2 separate regions of the Hordeum vulgare genome follow, and region 1 is linked to region 2. The links are chromatin contacts, called in public Hi-C maps. All regions are on one chromosome and are shown on one strand. Each heading gives the region's core, a stretch centred on a gene start, on an enhancer-like site or on the middle of the called end of the contact. The rest is flanking DNA. Distances are from core to core; before and after follow the strand shown.

What was found. A called contact is a pair of places that touch in the nucleus more often than the background predicts.
Region 1: a Hi-C map of leaf shows a contact between it and region 2, with 10 times the contacts expected there. The contact joins two enhancer-like sites. A contact is called at or near these places in 2 of 6 Hi-C or Micro-C datasets (both in leaf) and 1 of 1 datasets of contacts at active chromatin or transcription factors (embryo).

The regions. Positions count from the first base shown.
Region 1 is chr7H:586,671,177-586,677,726 of MorexV3_pseudomolecules_assembly, reverse strand. It overlaps the pseudogene LOC123413276. Among protein-coding and RNA genes, the nearest start is that of LOC123411476, 68 kb to the left of the region's middle. Within about 2 kb of position 2,371, at least 3 of the 3 cell types and tissues checked have open chromatin away from gene starts, as enhancers often do.
Region 2 is chr7H:586,483,891-586,490,667 of MorexV3_pseudomolecules_assembly, reverse strand. No RefSeq gene overlaps it. Among protein-coding and RNA genes, the nearest start is that of LOC123413175, 46 kb to the right of the region's middle. Within about 2 kb of position 3,322, at least 1 of the 3 cell types and tissues checked has open chromatin away from gene starts, as enhancers often do.

The DNA of each region.
Region 1 (6,550 bases), core at 1,122-3,621, 190 kb before region 2:
CGCCCCCTCCCGTCTCCTCCCCACACATCCGACCCAATCCGATCCAGTCCCCTCTCCGATCTCGCCGGGAAATCTCCTCCGATCGAAGCGAAGCGAAGCCTCTGTCCTCCTCTCTCCTCAAGGTATGCGATGCGAGCCTCCGATCTCTTCTCCTCCTTCACGTCATGTGCGTGTTGATCGGTTGTTGTTTTGAGTAGATCTGTTGGTCGAGGCGTTATTGCCGTTGATTGATTATTACAGCTCGTTCGGGTACTCGAGGTTGACTAGGCTCGGTTGTAGTTAAATCTCTCTGGATTATGCCACGATTTTCGAGTAGATGTGCCGATTCTCGTGCGGTTGCTGTTGGGTCGCTTCATCTCGTCTAGTTGTATAGTTGTATTGTTGTGGATTTATGATTAATCTTCTAGTAATTTTATGGATTTATGATTTTGTACCGCTCATGATACACCTTCGTGGTGTTATTGGGATGCAATTGCTGTTAATTCGATTAATCTGTCTAGTTATAGGTAGCTAGCTTCTGATTTTGTAGCCCTGATAAGTTATACACCTGTGATTTGCTAGCTTTGTAGTTTGGCTTTGTAGTATCCGTAGTTGGCTTGGGCATTGATTCAACTCCTAAAATCATGTCGGTTTGCTGATATTGCTGTTGGTTTCTAGACTTCTTAACCAGCTTCTCGGTACAACTAGATTACTTATGCTAATATATATTACTTACTTTGTGCAAGTAGATATGCTAATATATAGTCCTGCTAAAGATTTAGCACTGCATGCTCTGTCAATCCATTGGCTTGTTGTAGTGGGGCAGCTCCTGGGCAGTTCGCTCTCTAGCTGGTTTCATCTCTGTTGCAATTTCATCTTTGTGGCATGGTGGTGGCCATCTGGTTGTTCTATTGTTTTGACGTACTGCACATATCCCTGTACCATAACTTACTCTGGTTATGTCTGCTTTGCTTTGTATTTACAGATGCAGATATTCGTCAAGACCCTTACTGGCAAGACCATCACCCTTGAGGTCGAGTCCTCTGACACCATCGACAATGTCAAGGCAAAGATCCAGGACAAGGAGGGCATCCCCCCGGACCAGCAGCGTCTAATCTTCGCTGGCAAGCAGCTCGAGGATGGCCGCACCCTTGCAGACTACAACATCCAGAAGGAGTCCACCCTCCACCTGGTGCTCAGGCTTCGTGGTGGTATGCAGATCTTCGTCAAGACCCTCACTGGCAAGACCATCACCCTTGAGGTCGAGTCCTCTGACACCATCGACAACGTCAAGGCAAAGATCCAGGACAAGGAGGGCATCCCCCCGGACCAGCAGCGTTTAATCTTCGCTGGCAAGCAGCTCGAGGATGGCCGCACCCTTGCGGACTACAACATCCAGAAGGAGTCCACCCTCCACCTGGTGCTCAGGCTTCGTGGTGGTATGCAGATCTTCGTCAAGACCCTCACCGGCAAGACCATCACCCTGGAGGTGGAGTCCTCGGACACCATCGACAACGTCAAGGCCAAGATCCAGGATAAGGAGGGGATTCCACCGGATCAGCAGCGTCTCATCTTCGCTGGCAAGCAGCTCGAGGATGGCCGCACCCTTGCGGACTACAACATCCAGAAGGAGTCCACCCTCCACCTGGTGCTCAGGCTTCGCGGTGGTATGCAGATCTTTGTGAAGACCCTCACCGGCAAGACCATCACCCTGGAGGTTGAGTCCTCGGACACCATCGACAACGTCAAGGCCAAGATCCAGGACAAGGAGGGCATTCCACCGGACCAGCAGCGTCTAATCTTTGCCGGCAAGCAGCTCGAGGATGGCCGCACCCTTGCGGACTACAACATCCAGAAGGAGTCCACCCTCCACCTGGTGCTCAGGCTTCGCGGTGGTATGCAGATCTTTGTGAAGACCCTCACCGGCAAGACCATCACCCTGGAGGTTGAGTCCTCGGACACCATCGACAACGTCAAGGCCAAGATCCAGGACAAGGAGGGCATTCCACCGGACCAGCAGCGTCTAATCTTCGCCGGCAAGCAGCTTGAGGATGGCCGCACCCTTGCGGATTACAACATTCAGAAGGAATCCACCCTCCACCTTGTCCTCCGCCTTCGTGGTGGCATGCAAATCTTTGTAAAGACCCTCACGGGCAAGACCATCACATTGGAGGTGGAGTCTTCGGACACCATCGACAATGTGAAGGCAAAGATCCAGGACAAGGAAGGCATTCCCCCGGACCAGCAGCGTCTCATCTTTGCTGGTAAGCAGCTTGAGGATGGCCGTACCTTGGCGGACTACAACATTCAGAAGGAGTCCACCCTTCACTTGGTGCTCCGTCTCCGCGGTGGCCAGTAGGCTCCTGGCCATGGAACTGCTTCTGTCTCTGGGTTCACAAGCCCCTGTCCATTATGTGTCCTCCAATGGAGTCTGTCTCTGTCTACCGTACTGTGATGCAGTATTATCGTTTGTATCTTTGAACTTCTGGTGCGCAGCAGCTTTGGTGAACTATGAAAAATAAGTGAGCCCAGGATTCGGTGTATAATTCTGGAGGTCGAGTCTTCGGACACCTTTGATAACTCTGCCTGATGTTTGCTGTTTTGTTATACGGTGGTTTCTTGCTATCTTTCTGATGCATTTGATCTCTGCTTTTGGCACATGTTTTCTGGTTGCTGACTGGTGCAAGACTTGATAAACGGTTCGGCATTTACCTTGTCGATATTCGCAGATAAATCTGCGGGATCCAACATATTATGGCTACTTCTGGTACATCTCCTATTGCTTATGTGAAATATGGATGACATGGCTTACGGGTTTGCCATGTTGATCGATCCTGATGATACAAAAACCTAAGGTTTCTTAAAAACCTCGTCGATAAATTGTTGATTGATAAAAAATCAATAGATTGGCCGTTTTATCGATAGATCGGCCGATAAGCCAATTTATCGTCGATAAATTGTTGATTGATAAAAAATCAATAGATTGACCGTTTTATCGATAGGTCGGCCGATAAGCCAATTTATCTCTTATCTTGGATCGATGATAAGTTAATGAAAAGCGATATCTCAACAAGTGTATCTATACATTTTTCTGATGGATGATATCGGTGCAAATTATTGGTGTGTAACATTTTGGACAATGTAATTTTTCATTAATGCAAAACTTAAAGGGAAACACTTGTTATCTATAGTCTGATACGTTGAAGTGGTTTGATTGTGACCAAGTGGCCTTTTGTTGTTTACAGGGAATGAAGCCGAGTGGCCTATGTTTTGTTGGAATGTTGTTTCATTTTCGTTTCAGCAATTTCAGGTGCTCGATTTGTCCACTTTTTAGCAAAGGTCATGCTGAAATTTTCCGTGAATTTTGGCATGACTTTTTCTACAAATTACGACATATCGAGTGCCTGAGATTTATCGCACCGGGAATGAATCAACGTTCCTGCAAAACATAGGAATTTTTTATGTCATTATTCATTTTATTAGGTCTAGAATTAATTGACTAGATTTAATCGTGGGAAACATGGCTAGCAACGATGAAGGACAAGTTTTTTGTGATTGCAACGCCTACGAGGCGGCATACGCTTATTTGAACCTTCTCGACGAGCAATGGTTCTTGCGGGGCCCACCTGTCACATCCGAGACTGAGACCGACATCAAGACCGGCGCCGAGACTAGCGCTGAGACCGAGATCGGCACTGAGACTTGCGAAGCCCGTATAGAACCGAAACCGAAGAGGATACGACGCCCAAACAAGCTCATCAGTACTAGACTGGTGGTCGCGGAGGTAGACTCCAACAATTTTGAGCCAAACTTGCTTGCGGAAGCGCGCGTGCAACGACAATCAAATAGGCTGCATCCTACGGAAAACCGCCACCATCAACGATGAGAAATTAAAGAAGATAACAGATATGAAGCACCTCCTTCTAAGGAAGCTGCACCAGGTATTCTTGTTCCCGGGCCGGGATGAAAAAAACTATACTCATCCAGATAAAGACCGGGCAATGAAGAAGATAAACAAACGCGCCATGGGCAACTTAGCGGCACGTTGTCCTCCTGGAAATTAAGGATGAAAGCAAAGATCATCGACAAAAAGAAACCCTACTCAGAGATTGTAAAGGATAATCCGACAATTACAGAAGAGGTGTTTGAAATATTCAAGACGACTTGGGTTATCGAAGCTGCCAAAGGAAAGTCAGAGTACTGTTGGCTTTGGATCGCTAGATAAAAACTCCTAGCTAGGACGTGTACGTGCAGCAAAGCTATAACAAGCAAGCAAGCTAGCAGCTTGATGGACGCGACACGACCTGGTAGAAGCTAACTCGACCGCACTGGATCGAATCAATCTCTGATCGAACGTCAATAGAAAACTATTTTGATGGTGCGTAAACTTGCACCTTTTCGTTTATTTCTATACAGGTCCCGTCCAATGCGCTGCAGGACTCGGCAGCCAACACGACGGAGATCCTGATTCATACACGAATCCGGTTTTCAAACGTAAAAACAAAAGGACTAGCACTAGGACTAGACTAATACATGACTATACCTAATACTACAACTACAACTATATTAATTCTTACATTCACCTTCTTAATCTGGTTGCTTTGTCTCCATTGCTTGCACTCCGACTTTCTTCCTCATCTTGATGAACTTCTGTCGACCGAGGGAGTTGGTGAAAATATTGGCAAGCTGGTCCTTAGTATTTACGTGCTGAACCTTGATCATCCCTTCTTCAATGCACTCCCGGATGTGGTGAAACCGGGTATCTATGTGCTTTCTCCTTTCGCGATGAATCAGATTTTTGCACAATGAGATTGCAGCTTGGTTGTCGATCTTCAATGACACCTTTTGCACCTCTCGCTTCGCAAGAATAGCTAGTAGTCTTCTCAACCACACTGTTTGACAAGCCGTCGTGCTTGCCGCTATGTATTCAGCCTCGCATGAAGATAGTGCCACAACCTTTTGCTTCTGAGAATTCTAGCTCAGATTCGGACCAAGGTAGAAAACCATGCCCGTTGTGCTCTTTCGGTCATCAACATCAGTTGCCATGTCGCTATCTGAATATCTACGAAGGACCAATCCTTCCTTTCCTTTTTTGTATGTGCAACCAAGATTAATTGTGCCTTTCACATAGCGTAGGATTTGATTGACCGCGTTCATGTGTTCGGTTGTTGGATTCTCCATGAAACGACTCACGATCCCGAGGGAATAAGCCAAGTCAGATCAGGTATGCACCAAGTATCTTAGGTTGCCCACAACGCTTCGATACATTGTGGTGTCCACCGGCGGATTTGAGCTACGCTTTCTCAACTTGTGATGTTGGTCCATTGGAACTTGTGTCTCGTAGCTATCTGACATGCCACACTTGTCCAATAACTTGACCGTGTAAGCCGATTGACATAGGGAAATATCTCCGGAGCTTTGCTTCACTTCGATGCCCAAGTAATAGCTCAATAATCCCAGATCGCTCATGCTAAACTTGTTCTTCATTTGCGCCTTGAAACGTTCAATTTATTGTACGCTATCTCCGGTGATAATCTGATCGTCGACATAAACTCTAACTAGCAGGTTTAAGCCTTTGGAGTTCTTTCTATAGACTGCGTGCTCGAGGGGATATCTTTTGAACCCGAGCGAGACCAAACTTCGATCCAACTTTGAGTTCCAAGCTCTTCGCGCTTGCTTCAACCCGTAAAGTGCCTTCTTAAGCTTGTAAACTTTCCCTTCTTCGCCTTTCTTCTCGCAACCGAGGGGGTGTTCCACGTACACTTCTTCTGTGAGATTGCCGTTGAGGAAAGCGGATTTAACATCCATATGATGAACCTTCCAATCCTATTGTGCTGCCAAATCTAGGAGCACTCTCACCATCTCAAGTCGAGCAACCGGTACAAACACCTCATCATAGTCAACTCCTTGACGTTGTACGTAGCCCTTTGCAATGGATCTTGCCTTGTACTTCACAATGGCACCCTCTGTGTCCTTCTTTAACTTGTAAACCCACTTCAAACCTATCACCTTTTGGTTCGGAGGTCGGGTTACCAAAGTCCACGTGCCATTGCTCTCAATCGCCTTCATCTCCTCATCCATGGCGTACGTCCAGCTAGGACTTTTGCTCGCCTCTACAAAGTTCACCGACTCCTCAACTCCGAGCAGACATAGTCCGGAGTACTCGAGCGTAACTGGCTTTGTGTACTTGTAGACTTTCTTGAGGGTCTTGTAGCGACAAGGCCTCAAGAGTCCATTGTGGCTTGCGAAGGAGGTGACACAAATTGTATCGGTGTTGATGCACTCGAGGAAGACAACTGAGTCCCAGGCGTGTCATCGACATCCGCGTCGTCGACGTAGTTGTCGTGACCGTGACCATCATCTTGATTGTCGTTGTCACTATGCGCCTCGTTGTCAAGATCTCCACCCGTGCCGTGCGCGTCGTTGTCGCAATCTCCTTGCGACCTATGCACGTTGTCCCGGTATTGGCACCATGATGATCAATACCATTGTGGTCACCTTGGTTGGGCGTCTTGCCAACCACCTGGACCTCCTCTCTTGCATCATCGTCAGTTGAAAATTCAACTGTGAA
Region 2 (6,777 bases), core at 2,073-4,572:
CAGTTTCATTTATTCATATATATGTATTGACCCCCTTCTTCAAATTAGATATTTCGAATGTGAAATGAACTCCTAGCACCAGATCATATGCGAGGAATTCAAGAGGAATTGACGGCATTCTTTCTTGACCACGTGATCGCTAAAGACGGAGAATACTATGTGGACCATGCAGGGTTCAATTTTAATTAGGAGATTATATTATAAAAGATACTTATATTGTATATATGTAGCCAGTAGCGTCGGATAGATATACGAGAACTTGTTGTTCGACCAATCTCTCAGAGAAGGAGAGGTGGTCGATATCACTTCTCTTTGTATGCATCTGTTCATGACGATCTTCTGTTTCCTTCATTTGCTTAACTAGCTAGCGTGTCTAGTCCTCTCTATATGTATAGTACGTAGCGTCGACCAAGCATGGAGATAAGAAAGGACACTACTCTCTATTAATTAGCATGCTAACACAATATATGAAACACCTAAATTAACCCTCCAAAACCCCCAAACCCTCCCCCCTTTCAAAAAAAAAACAGAAACCCCAGCACCTGAGATGCTGACGCGTGAATGCCTATTGGTCTCGGTTGGTGCCATCAACCGGGACCAAAGGGCCTCCTGCGTGGGCTCGCCGCACAGGCCATGTGGAGGCCCATCTGTCCCGGTTTATGCAAGAACCGGGACTAAAGGTTTAGGGCATTAGTACCGACACTTTAGTCCCGGTTCAAAAACCGGGACAAATGGCCCTCACGAACCGGGACAATAGGTCCTTTTTCTACTAGTGAACTACAAGCAGCAGCAGCGACACACGCAACACCAATGGACACTGGCGCAAGCGACAACGGGCAACAATAGTGGTGGGCAACACCACTCCCGACCATCGCCGCGACGGACGCAACCAAGGCCGCAACAGCCATGGCTGGCCACGGCCATGGACGACACACAGGGACAAGGACGTGATTGCCTTTAAAAAAATCTAATAGAGACCTAATTGTTTTTTAAAAGTACTAATATTGACCGGATAGCTTTCTTAAAAAAGTAACATGATCGATTGCTTTCTTTTCTGAAAGTCACGGGGACCCGATTGTTGTCTTTTTTTTAAAAGCAACCGACACGTAGGTTTCACCTGTCATAACGGTCAACCTAACAATCAAAGCTGAAGAGTGGACCCAATTTATCATAAATGCAATTAAAATTAACTAACAAATAGTCATCAATGCAACATGTTTTTTTTAAATAAAAACCAATTTTGTGGTAGCTTTAGGAAATTTTGAAGAAGTGATAGTTTTCTGAAACTCTTTCCACAAAATGTGGTCGTTTTATGCTATTTACTCCCCTCTAGTATTTAACCCAATTATTGTACTTTCTTCGGGTTTATATACTACCCCTTGATCTGAGTACTCACCATGTTCATTTCATGCTTTCTTTTCTCCAGGGTGGTTACTTGACCGACAATCGCAAGGCCCAATCACAAAAGACGGGGTGGCGTTGCAAGAGACAATGGTGAGTGTTGAATGTGGAGCACCGAGGGAATGATGACATCAGCCACAGTAATGTGTCTTGTAACTCTTTCGTGGCACTTCGCACGGTATTATTTCGCGTGGTAAATGACGATTTTTATTTTTTGCAGGCAAACAGTGGCAAACCGATTCTGTTGTCTAAATCCCATTTGAAAATCTCGGAGCTAACATCGGCAAAAGAAAAATTCTGAAACCTAGAACAGTATAGAATGTTATGGAATGTTGAGTGGACGGAACATCAGTGCGACCGTGAACAACAACATATCAAGCATCCACTTTACCCCAGCTCGATGCTCTTGTAATAGTTCAACATTCAACCCAAGTTATCAATCAATCTCGAACAACCGAACCAACAAAAATAGTCTTCTGAGTGGTATAAAAAATTCACTGAAATTTCGTCCATTTCGAGGGTGAGCGAACCTTGTATGTTTCGCTCAGAAAGTTTTGGTAGTTTTAAATTTTTATGCTAGACAAGGACTTTGATCGTTCTATAGTAAATATACCTTTCGGTAGGTCATTATTGTTCTCCTACTCACTAGGTCTAGAGTTTGATTCATGGGCCACTTACATTTCTGATTATTTTGCACCCAATATATTTTTGTCAAAAAGTTTGACCTAGCTACCTTGACCAGTTAGTAGTTGAAAATGGACTAACCATCAGGAAAAGAATGAATGATGTCTACGTTGTGCGGCTACGCCTTCTTATCTAGTTGTTGAAATTCAAATTTATTCAAAAAACAAAATTTAATTGATCTCACGAAATTGTTTGGAAATTTGGACTATTTTGAGGGTTTACAAATTTCAGTCTCACACAATTGAAAACTGCAAACGCAAACAGTAGTCAGAGACACCAAGTTAGGCTGTTAGCTAGTTAGGGACCTTAGGGTATTTTTATTGTTTGCCAGAGTAGTGATTAGCACTGCTTCTTGGCTCATGTTGTTTCTGAATCTGTAGTGATCGTTGTGTGTGCATGGGGTACTATATAAGGTAAAATCCTGATTTTTCTTGCTACAAAGAGATGGCATCAGAATTGGCTTCAAGTTCTGAAAAAAGTTTACATCGGTATCATCAATCCAGTAACAGTTTCTGATTTGCTATTGTTCAAATCTGTGAATAAATCCACTTTTGATGCATTTACTAACTTGGTAATTGGACTCGGTTTGCATCAGTTGGTAATTATCCTCAGTATGCATGAATCCACTTTTTCTGTGATGTCTATTACTATTCCAAGAATTTTCCAGTTTGCATCAGTTCTGAAAAACAGTAACCTTCTGGTTAATCAACATAAATGTTTTGATTCCCATGTTAACATTGCTGAGAAATTATCTGGTAGAAAATCTGATTGATCAAGCTCATGCCAAACTTAACAATGTCAATTGTAGGTACTGTTTTTAGAGGTTTTCTTCATGTCTTTTTTTTGTTCATAGATTTTTGCATATACCCCTGACGGACTGACCTCAAGATTCCAGCTCATGATGGATCTGTGTATGAAAATGTCTCAGGCATAAACATGAAGGATCGAGGAATCAAGCAGTGGACCGTGGACTGTACTTCGTTTGTGTTTGAAATTTTATTGTAGTTCGTGTCATTCCGATGAGATGATTTTTAGATGCGACAAGTTCGAAACCTTAGTTTGATGTTTTAAGTTAGTTGTTATACCCAAACTGATCAATAGGAACTACGATACATCAGTAATACATCACTTTTAGGCAGCAGCAGGAGTATTTTGTTTGAATACAATAGTTTCAACTGAGCCTAATCATTTATGTGGGATGTGGGATGCCCACTTATCCTGCGGAAATTATGTGGGCACATGCGGGCCTCCTGCTTAACCTATATGGCAGATGTCGGGCGGATGCGGGCCTCCCATGGATTGTCCCACTTGCAGCATGAACCCTGCCTGCTTTTCTACTCGTCTATCCCAGCTAGTTCATTTCATCTAGTCACCATATGATTAATAATATTTCAATCATCAAACATTATTAACTACTGATTAATCTAGTGCCAAGATTTGTTCAGCTGTCCATGTCGCCATCTTGCACTACATAATTATCAGGTTTACGCGCATGGTCATTTTCTAACTTAATACATTGTCATCATGCTGCCGATTAATAAATTCATCTTAGCACATACGATCCCTATCATGATCCCTATCTTAGATCAAAGACGCACCGCAAAGACAACTTCAATCTGCTGCCCTTAGGTTGACACATTAATCTTCCAAAACCATGACTTTTACTTAACTCGGGATTCAGCATGCCAAGTTGCACATCAAGAAAACCGAAACGAATCCTTTTGAAAGAAGTATACTAGCACAAATTCTTTTGTTGCAACAGAGAAAAGATAAACATGCATTGCAAGTAGACAAAGGTTTGAACTTTGATAGTGGACGGTATAATGCTTCTATTCTTTCACTTTCTGCAGTTTCCAGAGATGAAAACGACTGTCAATGTGTCCCAGGATCGGTTTACATCTGCAGTGTATTGTTTGTATTTGAGGAAAAAGTTTACATCTGCAGTGTACTGTTTACATTTATTGTGTATTTGATAGCCTGTATATAAATACAAACAGTTTACATCTGCAGTGTACTGCTTACATCTATCAGTATGAAGAAAAAGATGTAAACGGGGCAAGGCCTCCTTTTTGAAATTTTTTTTACTGTGTATTGTCCCGGGCTGCCAATTTACATCTGCAGTGTACTGTTTGTACTTGATAGTCTAATCACATCTATATGTTGTCACGTGCATTTTTGTGAGGACGATTTAGGGAGCACTATCGGCAAGCCAGCTTGGGCACCCGCGATGCAGGATACGCTAGCAGTTTGGTGCGCCGCCAAGCCAATGTTAGTGCTAATCTTGTTACATGGTTTGGTTCAGATATTACACTAGTCATTAGGTGGTTGCATTAGTTGAGTAGTAGGCTCTTCATGTCACGTCTAGTTATCATTATTCTTTGTTAGCTAGTTAGTTAGGCACGAGCCGTGCATGCATTTGCATGGGCATGATGAGATGCATCCGTTTGCATCGGGCTGTTTCCTTCTGTTTAGCATCGCGTGGTAGACACGTTCAGGAGCTCGTGGGATGGCACGAGCTAACCGGATCGTGGCGCGTTTGTAGGATCCCTACAAGCCACGTTTTCCCTTCTGTAACCGAATAATGAGAGATAGAAGTATAAAGGAAGAAAAGCCGAGAAGGAAGTTAACCGGCACAAAAAAATTCTCTCGTGTGGGTCTCCCTGTGTTTCCTTCTCCACTGTGTACGCGTGTGTTTCCGGCCTGTGATCCAACAGCCAAAGGCCGTGAGAGCATTTGTCACCCTATTCCTCTGGGAAATGTGGAAGCACAGGAACTCTATAGTGTTTGAGGGTGCCTCACCCTCGATCCATGTGGTCATCAGGAGGATTGTGGAAGATGTCTGCAAGCTTTTCATAGACACTTCGCATATTTTCCTTTTCTGAAACCTCTCATGCCGAACTAACTACTTGAACAAGTATCTAGCAAAGATAAAAAGAACCGTCCAACACAAACTGTCCATGCATGTCTGCAGTTTTGCTTCTGACGAGTTTGAGCACCAGAACCCAACAATATCGTGTCCTGGCATGGATCCTCCAAAGCGGATGTACTACCCGAGGTGGTCTCACAACAAGAATACTACTAGCTTATAAATAAAGGAGAAGTAATTAATATTTAAAGAGAGGGAACCTAGAAGTGAGTACAAAAGAGAGTGAATGGGGCAATGCAATTCTTTATACGTGGGATATGGTGGTCCTATTTCTATTTAACAGTCGTAAATTCACAATGACAAAAGTTTGGTCAGGATGGATGGCAGGGCAGAAATGGTCTAGTAGAATGGTAAAAAGTGGAGGAACCATTTTTTTGGGTGCAAACATTGACAAAAGCTTTACATGCTCACAAGTTCTCATACTGAAAATACATTCGTCGAAGTCGTCGTGCCAAAACAAACAAAATCAGCCCTCCAAAATGCTTTCAAAAATAACACTTTGGAGCATCAATTTTGTTCTTTTTGCCATGACTTTCACAAATATGAGTTCAGTTCAAAATGTTGTGGGAACGTAAAATTTTTGTCAATGTTTAACCAAAAATAATTCATATTTTTTTCGGTTTTACTTTTCACCGAATTTGAGCTCGAGATAAAAATCTCCACTTCCCAAATACATTTCCTTCCTTTCTTAGTTCAAAGATCAAATGCTTGTAGTTAGCTTCTCTGGATATTCTATTTATTATTTGAACTATTTGAAATATTCAAGATAGACATATAGAGAGTGATTTTTCTACACCCCTGCTCAGTGCACCCATGCAAGAAAACATAGCAAAATATTTCAAAAAATTCTGAAACTTTATGGGTATGATCAACAACAAATGTTACGGGCACTTGCAAAATTTGTCGGTCAAATAACTGTCAAGGAGCTCTATAAAAAAGGCAAAATCATTGAAAATTAGTCAAATTGTCTTGGCCTAGCTAGACCAGGTCAATGCGAGCTACGTTAACGACTACGTGGCCCTGCAAACCAACCTGTGATTGGATGGTTAGAGGGACAGTTGTATACCCCAACCCTTCAGGGTTCAAGTCCTACTGCTTGCATTATTTCTGGATTTATTTCAGGATTTCCTGCGATACACTTTCAATGGGAGGAGACTTTTCCGTCGACGACGAGGCGCCTACGATAACTTTGTAAATCTCAAGATGATACGCCGGCTCAGTCTCTCAGAGATTCTCATAGAGATAGGATGTATGTGTGTGCGTTATAGGGTGAGTGTATACGCGTGTATATAAGCGCTTGCATCTGTACTGTGTTAATAAACGACCATGTGGCCCTGACTGGTGGGGCTAGGACGTCAAGTTCGCTGTCAAAACACGGCCAACCGATCAGTTAGTGCTTTCGATTACTTGAAATCGTGTTTCTGACAAACTTTTATGTAAACGGTGTTATTTCGCACCGAGCGACGCAATTGTGATGGTTTTTGGCAATTTGGTTCTTTAGCTAAACTTTTTTTTGAACCGGTTCTCTAACTAAACATCCCAGCCAGGCAATAGGATTCTATCTCATCCGAAGTATAGCTCATATGAGCAAGGCTACTTGTTTGGTTTATTTGCCTAGCCTCCACTAAACCACGATCACAGCAGCAGTTACTGGCTTGATAGACTTGTGCTCAATTTTTGCCGATGGAGGCGAGCCAAATTGGCTCTCCAGTCCGGGCATGGATTTTCTAGCCTATGCAGGCTAGTTTGCTAGGCAAAGCTAGCTT